Regions from separate parts of the Mus musculus genome. Here region 2 is linked to region 1. A link is a contact called in public HiChIP or PLAC-seq data. All regions are on one chromosome and are shown on one strand. Each heading gives the region's core, a stretch centred on a gene start, on an enhancer-like site or on the middle of the called end of the contact. The rest is flanking DNA. Distances are from core to core; before and after follow the strand shown.

What was found. HiChIP or PLAC-seq counts read pairs in DNA pulled down with a chosen protein or histone mark.
Region 2: a contact with region 1 is called in an H3K27ac HiChIP or PLAC-seq map of double positive thymocytes, with 2.1 times the contacts expected there. The contact joins two enhancer-like sites. A contact is called at or near these places in 1 of 484 Hi-C or Micro-C datasets (nephron progenitors) and 1 of 115 datasets of contacts at active chromatin or transcription factors (double positive thymocytes).

The regions. Positions count from the first base shown.
Region 1 is chr1:38,867,096-38,874,685 of GRCm38.p6, forward strand. Chst10 (carbohydrate sulfotransferase 10) reads right to left here. Exons shown (of 7, transcript NM_145142.2): 4 at 6,854-6,945; 5 at 4,506-4,740; 6 at 886-991. Among named protein-coding and RNA genes, the nearest start is that of Gm51581, 26 kb to the right of the region's middle. Within about 2 kb of position 3,371, at least 7 of the 459 cell types and tissues checked have an H3K27ac peak or open chromatin away from gene starts, as enhancers often do. A contact at or near this core is called in double positive thymocytes, where this site is marked.
Region 2 is chr1:39,257,382-39,264,971 of GRCm38.p6, forward strand. Npas2 (neuronal PAS domain protein 2) reads left to right here. Exons shown (of 21, transcript NM_008719.2): 2 at 5,938-5,994. The coding sequence starts at 5,963. Among named protein-coding and RNA genes, the nearest start is that of Npas2, 67 kb to the left of the region's middle. Within about 2 kb of position 3,405, at least 17 of the 459 cell types and tissues checked have an H3K27ac peak or open chromatin away from gene starts, as enhancers often do. A contact at or near this core is called in double positive thymocytes, where this site is marked.

The DNA of each region.
Region 1 (7,590 bases), core at 2,121-4,620:
AAGGAATCCATAAGAACTTAACAAAACTGAAACACAAAGTGCTACCCACTTCTGGCAATAATCGGATGCACACTTTAATGGCCTTTGTGACGAGTTGGGAAAGGGATTCTGAAGTTCTCAGGAGGCTGAGATATGCAGTGAACAGGACACTAAGAACACTGTTGGCTGCTGCATGCCAACACAAAACAGTGGGCCCCATGGTCCCCACGGCCCTGTGCATCACACAGCAAGCACAAACTGAGCCTGGAGCCCTGTGGACCACACAGCAAGTGCAGACTGAGCCTGGAGACCTGTGGATCACACAGCAAGGACAGACTGATCCTGGAGCCCTGTGGATCACACAGCAAGGACAGACTGAGCCTGGGGCCCTGTGGATCACACAGCAAGTGCAGACTGAGCCTGGGGCCCTGTGCATCACACAGCAAGCACAAACTGAGCCTGGAGCCCTGTGGATCACATAGCAAGGAAAGACTGAGCCTGGAGCCCTGTGGACCACACAGCAAGTGCAGACTGAGCCTGGAGCCCTGTGGACCACACAGCAAGTGCAGACTGAACCTGGGGCCCTGTGAATCACACAGCAAGTACAGACTGAGCCTGGAGCCCTGTGAATCACACAGCAAGTACAGACTGAGCCTGGAGCCCTGTGGACCACACAGCAAGTACAGACTGAGCCTGGAGCCCTGTGGACCACACAGCAAGTGCAGACTGAACCTGGGGCCCTGTGGATCACACAGCAAGTGCAGACTGAGCCTGGAGCCCTGTGGACCACACAGTAAGTACAGACTGAATCTGGAGCCCTGTGGACCACACAGCAAGTATGGACTGAGCCTGGGGTTTTGCTGAAAAATCACCCTTCCCCTTCCCCTCTGAAGAAGTTGCCCTTACCGCTTCTGAATTCCTATTTTGCTGAAGGAAGAGAGGCGTGGAAGGCCATTTTTCTCATGGTCATGGACTACATTTTCAGGAATCTCTTCAATGGAAGAAAATGCTCCTGGGGGGAACAAGAGGAAAGGGTGCATGGGTTACTTCAGTCTGACCCTTACAGGTGCCATCAGTGTCATCCCAGGCCCCACAAGCTCCATAGCACACAGGAGAAGCCCACAACCAATGTCCATGTGTACACTCCTGAACTCCAGCTGTCCTGCTGGAGGCAGTAACATAATGGAGAGCCGTTCTTCTATCCAGCAGCTGACTGAAGGAAAGAAGTTTCTGTTGGGAAAGGGAAGGAAACAAAAAGAATATTGACCCCCACGGCCCTGTTGATGTACCTAGGAGGCTAAATCTTCCTAAAGCTGGTATTGCTCTTTCTATCTGATCTCTGAGATGGCAGGAGATGCTGGAGGGACATGGCATGGAGCACGTACGTATCCAGCTATGCCCCTCATCTCCATGGCAGACTGTGCTCTTACAGCACAGGACTTCCAGAGCATCAGTGTCTCACAAACCTCATGGCAACCCACACGGCAAATGACAAAGGTTCTGCAGTTCTGATGCTAAGGTCCTGCTCCCCAGTTGGTTCTTGGTCTGTCAGTAAAGAAGCCATGGGCCAATTGCTGGACGGGAGGGATAGGTGGGACTTCTGGAGGCAAGGGGAGAGAGAGAGAGGGAGAGAGAGAGAGAGAGAGAGAGAGAGAGAGAGAGAGAGAGAGAGAGAGAGACCACAAGGAGAGGAGAGGCAGTGTGCCATGCTTTTGAGGGAGATCTCCGGTGGAGTGGCCATACAGGCAGGGGCCGGGGATGTTTAGCTGAGACTTGATGTAACTGAGCAACTAAAGTTTAGGGCAGGTAGAGAGGTGTGGAGATAAGAATATTGATAAAGGGCACACTTCTCCAGGTGGGAGAAAAGTAGCGTCCAGTAATTGTGTCAAAAGGCCAGTTGAAACAGAACAACTGCCTGTGTGTCTTTAATCCATGGATTCAAGGGAAGCGGGTAGGGGCTGGTAGCACAATCCAGCAAAGGCTACATGCAACACTTGATGGAAACACCTAGCTGGCACCAGAAGCAGGGAGGACATGGCTGAGAAGTGGGGCCAGGTTTCTGTAGAGGATAGGGGAGGCGGAGACTTTTCTTTTCTCAATGGAGACAAAGGGTGATAGGAGCCTGAAGGGTTTCCTTAGCTTCTGTGAGCTATAGCATCTGGCCTTATCCTGACCCAGTGCTGTCCCCATAAGGAAAAAGCTCTCTCGAGCCACCCATACGAGAGGCACAGCCTCCCCTCATTCATTCGTCTTCTTCCAACCACTTATGCCCTGTTCCAGAGCCCTATGTAGTTGGCACATTTGACCATGATGAGGGGTGTCAGACCCTGAGGAGACTCAATTCCCCCAAATTCTGGCGGTTGGAAAAATAAAAGCCAGCGCTCCTTGAGAACTTGTAAAGCCGGTTCCCCATTCCGAAAGGAGCCATTGCTCTCTTCACTGGCCAAGGGAACAAATAGTTATTTGTGATGCGCTTCAGGAAGATCTCTTAGCATAGCAAAGCACAAGATGCCCCCGGGGCTCCCACAGTGTCACAAGAACCTGTTGTATATCTCAGGGTCTAATGCTAGGATCCTGGCTCTTCTTGCCTCCTCCTGACCTAAAGTGCTCCCAGCTCAGTCTCTGCTCCTCTACCCCTCCCCCACAGCTCCTCATGCTCCTTATAATCCTGTCATTTCTTCAACATGCTCTCGCTTTGTCTTCTCTTTGCCCCCCCCCCCCACCCGGCCTCTTCCACCACTACCTCTCTCTTCCCCTGCCTCTTCCACAGCCAGGTCCAGTCTGCTGGCTTTCTCTCTCTGCTCTGGATCCTCCCAGATGCCTGTGGCTGTTCTCTCTCACATCCATCATAAAACCTCCCCCTTAACCTTCCCGAGGAGCAGACATGCCGTCAGTTTACACAAGGAGAGAATGGAAGAGCCGGTGGTTTGGACTTGTGCCTGGGTCCACTCCACTCACCGTCCAAGCATACTGGGAGGTCAGCTGAGGATGGCCACGAAGACCTCCCTGCTTTACATGGCCTGGCCAGCCCATGCCTACACATTTAGCTTTAGGTTTTTTTCTTCTCTGTTTTAGGAAGTAGCATTGCATGACTTCACATGGTTATACAAACCAACAAGCTGACTTTTCCTACTAGACAACGCAGTGAGATGGATGATAAAGGCTTTCTTAAAATAAGTTTAATTTTTCTTCTCACTGACCATGTTGTGGGTGTCAATGTCAAGGGGGCAGGAGGGAGTTCTTTGTTTTCAATTTAAAAAAAAATTATAACTGAAAATGTACTGTAACTGATTAAAACAGGTGATTCTGACATACACAGGAAGTTTGCGCTGTGCTTGTGAGTCCCAGAACTGTCAGGGAAGCTACACCAGCAGGTTGTGTTGACACACATATTTCATGTAGCCTTCTTCTATTTCCTCCCACCCTTGTGAGTGAGTTATGATGCTTCCCACTGCCATGGCCCCTATGTGAGCCTCTCTGTGTATTCTTTGTTTCCAATTTACCTTATACTCTTGATCTCCCATTCAGAAATCCAACATGCTGGCATATTATTCCTGGGACACATTAACTTCATACCGTGGATGTATCCAGGAGGCAAGGCCTTATCCTTTTTGCCCTGAGACTGACCTTTACAAAGTGCAAAAGGCAGCTGGCACTGGCCAGTAATGCCAGGAGTGGGTGTGGGAGCTGTGGGCACAATGCTGAACCCCAGGAACCTGTCCCACGGTACCCAGGGTGTGACTTCTGCTTGCTGGAACTCAGTCAGTTGGAGCTAAGTTTTAACAGACACCCTATGATAATTTTAGGCCAGTTTAGACTAATTGGAATTGAAACAAACCTGGTGTCTAAGCAGAGCAGTGGGTAATCAGAACTACAGTGTATGAACTCATGTTTCCACAATTTAATTCATTTCCCCAGTAAACATCAGATTTGTCCGAAACAAGCTAACTGAATGCTTTATGTCTAAGGCAGAACACAAGGTGTAGTTTCTCTCTTTCCAGCCAGCAGAGAAAGTCTCGGTCTACAAGTGAAGCTGCCCGAGGTCCAGGAGGCAAGAGTCTCCTCCTAGGCTCTGGCTATGGGTTCTTTGAAATTAGGGTATTTCAGGAATATGGGAGCCTGGCAGTACCCAAGACAGACTTAGCATGTACCATGGAAAAGAGGAAAGACTGATGGGAGTGGACAAGCTGAATGAGGATGGCCAGCCATGTCTGTGAAAACCCAGGAAATCCTGCCCTTGGTTCTGACCGAAACATCTTAGTTAGAGCCACCAATGGGACCACAGCTCAATGGTAGATAGCCTGCCTCGCAAGCATACGGCCCTGGGTTTTGTGCCCAGCACTGTAAAGACAGAACCAATAAGTTAACCCCTCCAATTTTTACAGCCTAACTGGAGTGTGGAAAACAACACAGAGAACCTTCAGAAAGGTTGTGGGTCTTTTCAGAAGAAGCCACCCCATCCTTCAGTGCCAGCCTCAACCCCTCTCCCATCACAGAGGTCCCCCCGCCCCCCACGCCACACATACCATTTAGGACGATCAGCACTTTCTTCCACTGGGTGTTGCCCACCTTGGGAGTCTGACAGAAAAGAATCTTGTGCTTGTCACAGACAAATATTCGATCCAGGACGAACTTCGAGACCTCGGTGTGTGAGAGGTTCCGCAGAGCCTCCTCCTTGCAGGTGTTTCTAATGAGCTCCAGCCGCTCCAGATAAACCGGGGGCTGATCAGGACGGCTGTCCGAAAGCATCTTCCCAGTTGGCTGTAAATGAGAGGGATGGAGGAGGCAGAGGGATTGTGGTTATAAAGCAGCAGGAGACCCTGAAGCCCCCTTCTCTTGACTTCTTCCCATCTCTACAGTGACAAACACCATCTCCTGCCACTTCGTATGCCTCTTCCACACCCTCCCTGCACAGCCCTGCTGAGTTTAAAAGACAGGCAGGGACAGGCGCCCAGGAGAACAGATGTCCACCCGATTCCTGTGGTTATTCTAGAAGACTGATCCGATCAACTGAAAGGATGGGTACACTGGGGTTCTGAGTGAAGAGGCCACATACGGAACTACTTCACAATGAAGAGAACATCCCTGAAATGAGCAGTCCTGGACCCAAGCCCTCCTCCATCTTCCATGACTCTGAAGGCCAGCAGGACCATTCGCTCCATAGCTGCTGAGTCTTGACTGGGTGAGTGGCAGCAAGGTCCAATGGGGACACTCAAGAAAGCCTTAGCTGGGTCAAATGTGAGGCATGGAGAGCGTGTGCATGTGTGTGTGTGCACATGAGCACAGTCATGGTATGTGTGGGGAAGCAGGGGGGCTGAAGAGGAAGAGCTGAGGGGAATGGATGGGTAAGAGGAGCTCTGCCAGTAACCGTATAGATTACTGTTCAGAAACCCTTACTGACCGTGATGTGTGCTCTCTCTCTCTCTCTCTCTTTCTCTCTCTCTCTCTCTCTGTGTGTGTATGTGTTATCTAAGAGGCATTTTGAATTTGTAAGGGACCACTACAGGGTAAGATCTATTTTCCCTGATGTGGCCTCTTTTCAGTGGGGACCCTCACCTGGAACTGCTTTGCGAATAGCTCACCTGCCCTTGTGGTATTCTCTATTCATGTACTTAAATATTTTCCATGAAGGCTCTGCCCCCTTGAGTTGTCACAACAGAGTTTTGCAGACCTGGCCTTTCCTACGTGAATGTCTTGCTAAGAAACCATGATGGTGCCTGTACCTCTGACTGGGATGCTTCTGTTCTGACTGGGTTCTAATTTGCCATTTTCATTCGGTGAACCAGGCGGCACCTGCCCTTTGCCCCAGTCTAGTCCAGAACTGGCAAACATCACTAGCGGTGGATACTTCATCCTTTCCAGCCAAATTGTGATGAGCTGCACTTTCCGGACTCAGCATGAGGACTGGCAAGGAGAAGGACCTTCGTAAGCTTACCCCTCTCCCTGGACAGAGAACAAGGAGAGTTATGTGTAATGGCCCTGCAGCAGCATCGAGGACTCCATGGAAGCAGAGAGTCGAGCTGGCCCTGCTATCTGCTGTGCAGATCATCTGGGGGCCTCTCCCTTGCCCTGGATTCAGCTTTCTCCTCCGTAGAGTCTGGAGTCTGGTCCCATGTTCTCTCTGATCCCAGAATTCCACACGGTCAGAAATCTTTCCACATTCCCAGTTTCTTCCTGACCCTATTCAATACTCTCCATCCCCCAGTGAAGTCATGACTTCGTCTGTCAGGAAGGGATTCTGCACAACCGACGCCTACAGAGAACCCACGGTGAGGGATGTAGCATAGCCACCTCACCAAACCCAAGCTAAAACAATGAACAGAAACAGAAAACAAAGGAACTCCAACTTGAATAACCCTTGCTGTCCCTTATCCAAAATACTTGGGGGCAGAAACGCAGGGAATTTAGAACAGGTTTTGGACTTTGGAATATTTCCATCTGCAAAATGAGATATTTTAGGGGCTCAAGTTCAAACCTGAAATTCATTTGTGTTTAATATACACACTGTGGTAATTGTATACAATTTTGGGGGATTACTGGGAATTGAACCCTGGACCTTGTCCACGTTAGGCAGTAGCATTGAGTGATAGCCCTAGCCACATAGAATATTTTAAAGTTTGATGCACACGACAAAGCTTTGCAGTGTAGGAATGTCCACTGTGGCACCATGTTGGTGTTCAATTTCCGGATGTGCACTATCATATATCAGGTGTTCAGATTTGGGATTCTCAGCCTGTCCCATAAACGAAGCTGCGATGACATAGGTGGGAACCTGCAAGAGCCACTGGGAGCAGCCACTCCCACATGACGGCCCCTGTGCAGTGTTCCTGAAGGAAAGCAGTATCCCTGTCAGAGGGACAAACCTTGTGCTCACCTTCGGGACTTCAGGAAAATGCTTCTCTCCTCTTAGCTTCTCTGCTTCCGGCATGGTCGTCAGGAACACAAACTCCTGTTTGGCACTATACCCTGGAGAACAGATTAACATACATTCTCACAGAGGGCAGGGCACAGAAATCAGTGGGACAGAATGCCACCACAGGAGACGCTGCACCCTCCCAGCCACGCCCCACTGGCTTCTGGCAAAGGCAACCCAACTTGAAGGTCACTCTGTGTGAGAACCTGGGCTTTGCAAAGGCCTATCTGAAGAGGAGGAAAAGATATGCTGCAGACCTGGAGAGAGCATTTACAAGCCTCATACTCACAGAGAACTTGTATCTAAAAGACACAAAGAAGTTAACAGATGAGACACTTAAAAACTAAACAAGGTGATGTGCACAGGAGTGAGACATGGGGAGACAGCTTCCTGAAGATGATCACCATCACTGGCCACAAGCAAACAAATCAAAATCACAGGAAGACAGTAGCAGAGACCCATCAGAATGTGGGAGAAAGAACAGCACCAAAGGCTGGTATGTGGAGAAACCTGCACATGTATACAATGTTGCAGTATGATGAAGCCACTATGGAAAAGGGTCTGGTAATTTTCTTAAAAGAAAAAAAAAGCAATAAATATGGTAACAAAACCCTGCAATTGTGTTCCCAGCATTTAATCCAGAGAAATGAACATTTATTTATGTTGAAACAAAAATCCATATACAAATGTTCACAGCA
Region 2 (7,590 bases), core at 2,155-4,654, 390 kb after region 1:
ACAAGGTAGAAGTCACTTCCTACTTTCCCCCAAATGATGAGGGGGAACATCTCCAGTTCATTAGCACCTGTCCTTCAAAGCCTTTTTATAACAGAAAAAATAATGAGAAAAAATGCTGTCCATCTCCGGACCTGAGGCCCCTCATCAGGGCCTCCTGGCAGGACAGAAGGTACATTCACTGTTCACGAGAGATAAACCCAGCCAGTGGGGAGATGTGTGTGCTTACTGTCCCCTGTTTTGATTTCAACTTGTTCTTGTTTTCCGAGTTTTGATTTTCTTCCTTTGAACAAACTAAACTCACCATGTTTTGTTGGTTTAGTAGAGAGGAGAATTGGGATTTTCCAGCTAACTTGGGACCTGTAATTCAAACCACCTCCCAGCCAATTTGAAAACATCACGGTTTTATTTTGTGAAAACATCGGCCTTGCAGCACAATAGGCTTAAGGAGGTCATTTCACGGAACACTCATGATGACACAGAGCGATGCACTGGGCCTATAAAGATGCTACAGAAAGTTCAAAATGGCTCTAGAGATAATTTACCACCGGCACACACTGCTTGGCCCTCAGCCTACTTTAATAAATAAAGTTTTATTGGAACACAGCCGTGTACCTAATGTATATGTGGTCAATGCCTGGTTGAACACGGCAGTTAGTGTTAAGCAGTCACACAAAGACTATAGAGTTTGCTCCAAAACTATTTACCAGCTACCAAAACCAGCTTTAATTAAAAAAAAAAATACTGTTCCCATGGCTTCGTTTTAAAGGATTTATAAGGATTTCTTTTGTTTTAATAAATAAGATCACAGGCCCGTGACTTGGACAGGATTACAGGCTGATAAGAAAAATCCTTGATCACAAAGGTTGGAGGAATCCTTCTTCTTCTGGGTCACGAGGGAATAAGATGTGTTTTGACTATAAATAAAGTTCATACATTGTTTGTGAGGTTCTCAGGGAATTGCAGGTGTTATAGCTGAGAGGCACAGGTTAAGCCCAGAGGTCATATGTATCTTGGCCATAACATGGCTTATTGTTTTTTAATTTCTTTACTTGAGCATATTCTAATAGAAGAATTGACACTGTCTTTGTGTTGGGCAGTCTTTACAGAAAAATCTTTTCACTACTCTCCAACTCTTAGCCCTCAGAAGGTGGGAGACTTCATCTGCATTACCAGGATCCCGACCATCTCCACTCGGCTGCAGATTCTTGTAATCTCTGTTGTAATGAGTTGACTGGGACAAACGGAGTAGATATTGCACAAAGAGGGTCTATTAAAGAGTGCAGAAATGCTCTCAGGGTGAGAGAGTGGCCAGTGAGGAAAAGTCTCTAACAGAGGAGTACAGATGATAGCCAGAGACCACTGTATTGGCCTAACTTTAGGCAGAGTTTATGCTTATCCTTAAGAATCTCAACAATTATAGGAGCCATCAGTAGCACGCAGCCCACACAATCAGCTGAGCAAGGCTCGTAGGGGGCTCACAGAGACTGAACCGACAGTCGGGGAGCCTGTATGGGTCTGAGCCAGATCCTCTGCAAGTATGTGATGGCTGTGTACCTCGGTGTTCTTGTGGGACTTCTAAAGTGGGGGCTGGGAGGTGTCTCTCACTCTTTGCCTGCTCTTGGGACCCTTTTCATCCCACTGGATTGCCTCATCTGGTCTTGATACGAGGGTTTGTGCCTGCTCTTATTGTAGTTTATTGTATCATGTTCAGACGATATCCTTGGGAGGACTGCTCTTTTCTGAAGGAAAATGAAGGAGGGGTGGATATCGGAGAGAGGGTAGGTAGGGAGGGGCTGGGAGGAGGGAAGGGAAGGGAGCCCATAGTCAGGATGTAATGTGTGAGAGAAGAATGAAGACATAAATAAATAACAAAAACAAAACAAACACAAACTCAGCCGTCCTCCTGATCTTGGGCACCAAGAAACTCATGCCTGCTCCTGGTCTGTCACCAATAAAAAGAACTTAAAACAAAACAAACAAACAAGCAAAAGAATCCAGAACAAGAAAGCTTTCCTGGGAATTTGATTTGGATTAACTCTAAAGGGAGGGTATACTGATATCTGTTCTTTACCATAAAGCCACAGGCTAATTAATAATCTAATGACTTTCTGAGCAGTCCGGACTCTCATGAGCTCACCCAGGGCCTGAGGTACTTTGAGGCACCATTCTTTTGATCACCAATCAGAGCCCGGTGCCTTGGTCCCTGGTTATATCTAACTAGCTACCTAACTAGCTACCTAATTCAAGGACTCTACATCTCTTTAATTTTCCTAGTGTCTTACCTCATTTCCACATACATTGCATTTGGTCTCATCTGGAGACCCAGCTGTCAGCTGCTAGCCCCAGGCAGACCCTGTCACCTGTCTGCCTCACTGTGTGCTCCAAAGGCAAATGTGTGTAGCACCAGAAAACTGTCACCCTCTCTCCTTTTCCAGTCCCCAATGACTCAGAGCCAAAGTTCTAATCCACTGGGTAATAAATAAGTGACTGAACGAAAGAATGTTCCAGAGTCCTCAGGGCAGAAGTTTCACCTGGGTCATATAAATGTTATTTGGAGCCTTGCTGTGTAAAACATGTATTCTGTCATTTCCTCCTCTGTTTATTGCATTCCCACGAGTTCCATTTCATCTTTCACTTCTTCCCAGCCTTGAAACATCCTATGATGCGTCCCTGGGTCCCTGCTATCATTAACAGAAGCTCCCTTCCATGTGTATACACACACACACCATTAATAGGTGACGATGATAATCCTTCTCCCAAGGACCCCCTCACCCATGGCACCACCTCCCACTGCTAACCCTCTAAGATCATTGCTGATACTGGGAGTAATAGTGACTGGAGTTTTAATGGTTTGTTTGTGCCAGGGACTATGCTGGGATTTCTTGTGGATTTGCTAATCTCACCTACTAAGCACAGAAAGGGAGGCCCTGCTGCTGTCTCCACTTCGCAGATGGGAAAGTAGGGCTGGAGCTTCTTCACACGAGCTGTGTGTGAGATCACATTAGCAGAGGCAGAGCCAGGGTTCCAGCTGGACGGCTGACTGCCTTTCCCTGAGATGTAGGACAGAACCCGCCCCTTGCTGCTGCTCCGACATTTACTATTTTAGTTCCCACATATGACTGGTCTCATATGCTCTTCTTTCTGAGTCTGGTTTATGCCACTTAAGATAATGTCCTTCCCAGACTTAAGGAGGGCAAATGGCTGATTGGGAGGTATTGGGAAGAATGTTGAATGTCACTGATCATTAGAGAAACATGGTCTGAAAGTATGAGATAGCCCCTTAGCCCTTCAATCCAGGTAAGATCGTGGTCAAAAACCAGAAGATGGCAAGTGTGGAAGCAGATGTTGGGGAAAGAAGGCTTTGTGCTAACACAGGAAGCAGTGTGGCTCTTCCTCAAAAAATTAGAACAGGAAGTACCCAGGCATCTAGCCAGCCCACCACTGAGCATACATTCAGGGGTGTTGATGCCAGTGTGTTGACGTTAAAAGTAAGTTCATTAGGCTTACTGAGTAATGGCTCTTGTTACCAAATCCGACAACCTATATTCTATCCCAAGACTCACATAGTTGAAGGAAAGAACCAACTCCTGAAATTTGTGCTCTGACTTCCACATGTGCACTGTGGTGCATACACACACACACACACACACACACACACACACACACACACACACGGTGAAGGGACCAGAGAGTGGGACTAAATAAAGCAATTAAAGACAAGTTAATAAGGACTGTAGCCTTATTATTAATGCACTCATCCACAGGATGAGTCATAGTGACAGCACAATGCTAGAGGAGGCCACTTGACCTCTGTATCTTCCTCTCCAAGTACCCATGAGTGAATGTGTGCAGTTGACATGAGCATGGCCATTAGTTTTCAGCGTTAGTTTTGAGGAGGATTGGAGTTCTGCTGATGGATGGTGGAGGTGGTTGCACTACAATTCACTCACAAATACTCACAATGCCATGATTCACTACGTGTACTTCACTGCAGTTTTTATAGTAAGAAAGTAATATGTAGGAGAGGCATGGGAAGTGACAGAGATGACAAAGCCTTGGGAATAGGAGGCCCACTGGGATCCCTGGGCAGATGTTGCATTTTTAAGGGGAGTAGTTTGACTAGCAGGTTTCACCAACCAGAGAACTGCTAGCAAGGACTTGGGAGAGAGAAGTGAGAGAAGAAATGAGCGCAAGTCACTGGAGCTCTGTGAATTCAAAGGACTATAAGCTCAGAAAAAGAACAGCTGTTAGTCACCATTGGATGCCTAGTTTGTGGTGTATCATGCAGTTAGGATCTAGTACCCTAAGTGTCTCATCCCTCCCATAGATACAGGAGTTCTGTAGATACAGTTAGTGGACCTACAATCCTACCCTGGACACTCCCCACTGCCATTGCCCTTGGCAGGACAGAACCCGGGTAGGACATCACTGAATGAATTTCCCCCAGTATCTTTCACCATCAAGTGTTGAGGAGATTCTATCTGGAGAGTGTCTAATGCACACACATGCAGGCGTGAAGCCTGTGTTAATGTGATACAAACATCAGATGATAAATGGAGTCCCCATGGATCTACCCCTAAATCCGCCCAAAAGGGCCATGGGGATAAGCCCATTGCTACAGAGTTTCTTTCCTTTGCTCTGGGTCAGGTATGTACTGGTACATGTCGGCAAGCAAGATCACGAGATGAAAGCCACCTCAGTAAAAATTTTATGTAAAACTTCAAAGACGCAGAGTAGTTGCTGGTACATCTGCCAAGTATGGAGTTTAAAAGTCTGGTGAGGAACACAAGATGAGGGTGAGGCTGGGGTGAGTTAGGTCCTGGGGACTTGGGAAATACATGAACATTCCTGGACTATTGAGTAATCTTCTTCATCCATGAGCTTTAAGGAAGGACTATGGATCACACTTCTGTGGGGCTGAGTCCTCCTGGTCACATATAGAGAGAGGGTTTGTATCTTGGGATGAACCAAGCCAAGTGCAGCATCCCTAGGACATCATGAGCATCCAGCAAGAGCAGCTTGCTAGTATCCAGTTTGAGATGGAGACACAGTTTCATTGGGAAGGGACCCTGGGACAATTCTCAACATGTGACCAGGAAACACCTAGATCTAGTTTTGAAAAATAATGATTGTTTGCTTTATTAAAAAAATTTTTTTAAAAAGACTCATTCTCCAAGACTACAATGGATTTTTCAAGAAGCTACTTCAACATCACTCTGATAATACCTTTCAACTCACAGGCATCTGTCAATGTGGTCTAAAACAAAAGTCGTAAAAATACTTGAAACATTATGAGGCGTGTGTGTGTTATGTAGGTGCACATGTGTGGGTGGGTGTATGTGCCTATTAGGCACATCTGGAGGACAGAGGTTGATACAGCTTTCCTCTATTGTTATCCCCCTTCCTGCCACCATAAGTTCCTTCAGTGAACCTGGAGCTCGGTGTCTCAGCTAGACTGGCTATCCAATGAGTCCCTATCCACTTCCCTGTGCTCCCCAGTGTTGGGTTTAGAGACACACTACCATATTCTTGAATGCTAGATCCCAAACTCAGATCCTCACACTTGCATAATAAACACTTGAGCCATCTCCCCAGCACGATCCTAAGAATTTATTGCAGTTTCATTTGGTTGTGTGGTCCCAAAGCGTGTTGTTCCAACAGTGTGCTGCCCTGTTAGGTTAGACATGCCTGTACCTGATCCCTAATGGCATGGATGCTTGAATCCAAACAAGTCTGCTTAAACTCACATGGACAAGAACTTTGGAATCCTCAGTGCATTTTGGGCACACAGCAGGCTGCTGTGACCTGTAAGGTCAAGAATCACTGGGTTGAGGTGTGCATGTTAGATAAGACCAACATAGTGACAACCATCAAAACCTGTAAGAAAGATCTAGAAGCAGACCACTATCATCAGATTCCTTTTTCTGTTTTATTTAGCAGGCAAGACTGCATAGAAACTCTAATGGACGAAGATGAGAAGGATAGAGCAAAGAGGTGAGTGAAGACTGCCCCTGCCTCATGGTGCATGAGACATTTCCACGCTATTAAACTCAACATGGCGGGCAGCTGTGGGATGCGGCTCCCTGAAACATTTCACAGTAGCTTTAAGATTTGCACCTCACCAGTGAAGTTGTCGTTGTGTGAGACTTGGCAAGAAGTCTGTGTTTTTAGTGTGCCTATGTGCTACCCTGATGACAATGGTCACCATCCAGAGGCCTCCAGTTTCTGCTTTTACAAGACAGGTGCTGCTTGGCGAGACAGGCTGATGGGAGCCACTCAGGCCTGTGTTCAAGCTCTGGGGTGGTGTTGGGGTGCTGCCTGACTGTGGACAGCAAGAGCATTATCATTATCCCACTATTCCTCTGTCCACATTCAGTTGTTACTGAGAGGGCAGTGGCTGAGCACTGCCTTTATATTAGCTCAGTTTCTTCATCTGTGTAGTAGCAGCATCATGACTCCTTGTACCATGGTTAAACAGTCGGGATTTACTAGCCTGGTAGTCATTATGTTGAAGCACCTACAACCCTACCTATATTTATTCCTTTAAGGGTATTCACTGGATACCTACTGTGTTCAAGGTAGTCAAGAAGTTGAGGTCGAAGATCAAAAGTGGTCATCAACGTGACACAACCCACCCAAGTGGGCAATCGCTGTGCAAAGCTTGGTGAACCAAGAAAGCAGGGGTGAATAAATGAACTCAGTCCCCGCAGGAATGCACAGCTGATGAGCGACAGGGCATGTTACAGACCATTGGGGTACAAGGGACAGGGCAGCAGTAGAGAGAAACATGAAAGGCTAGTCAGCGGAATGTATGTTACAGGCCCACAAACAAGCCCCTCCCCTCCAATCTCATAAAGATCTTTTCTACACCATATGGGGCAGGTACTCTGTTCTCTACTGTAGCCCCCCTCATGAACCTATAGAGATGAAACACATACCTACATCCCTCAACTTCATGATTGACTTGCAAGTAGTTGAGTCCCCAGAGATCGCCCCTTGTGTGGCCTCAAGAACAACTGTCCCGTGAGGAGAAAGCCATGAGAGACACCAGTCCACAGCCACTCACAAAGTTTCTCAGTCTGAAGCTACAAGAATGAGGGAGTCTGGACTGTTTGAACCTCTCCTTGTATTTATATTAGCAGAAGGTCAGTGTGTTGACTGGCAACTTCGATGTGGTCAGAGTGAGGAGCAGGAAGGGGTGGCCCAGGCATCGCCTTTGAACATATTTTACTTGTTCTGAGGCAGCCAGGACTCAGGGAAGAACCTAAATCTCACACACATAAGGTTATTTGACGTTTATCTCCACTCTTTCATATGCACAAGCATCTGCAGAAACAGTCAACAATGAGGCCCATTAGCTCTTTTTTTTTCTTTTTTAATTGGGTATTTATTTCATTTACATTTCCAATGCTATCCCAAAAGGCCCCCACACGCTCCCCCACCCACTTCCCCACCCATCCACTCCCACTTCTTGGCCCTGTTGTTCCCCTGTACTGAGGCATATAAAGTTTGCACGACTAGTGGGCCTCTGTTTCCACTGATGGCCGACTAGGCCATTTTCTGATTCATATGCAGCTAGAGACACGAGCT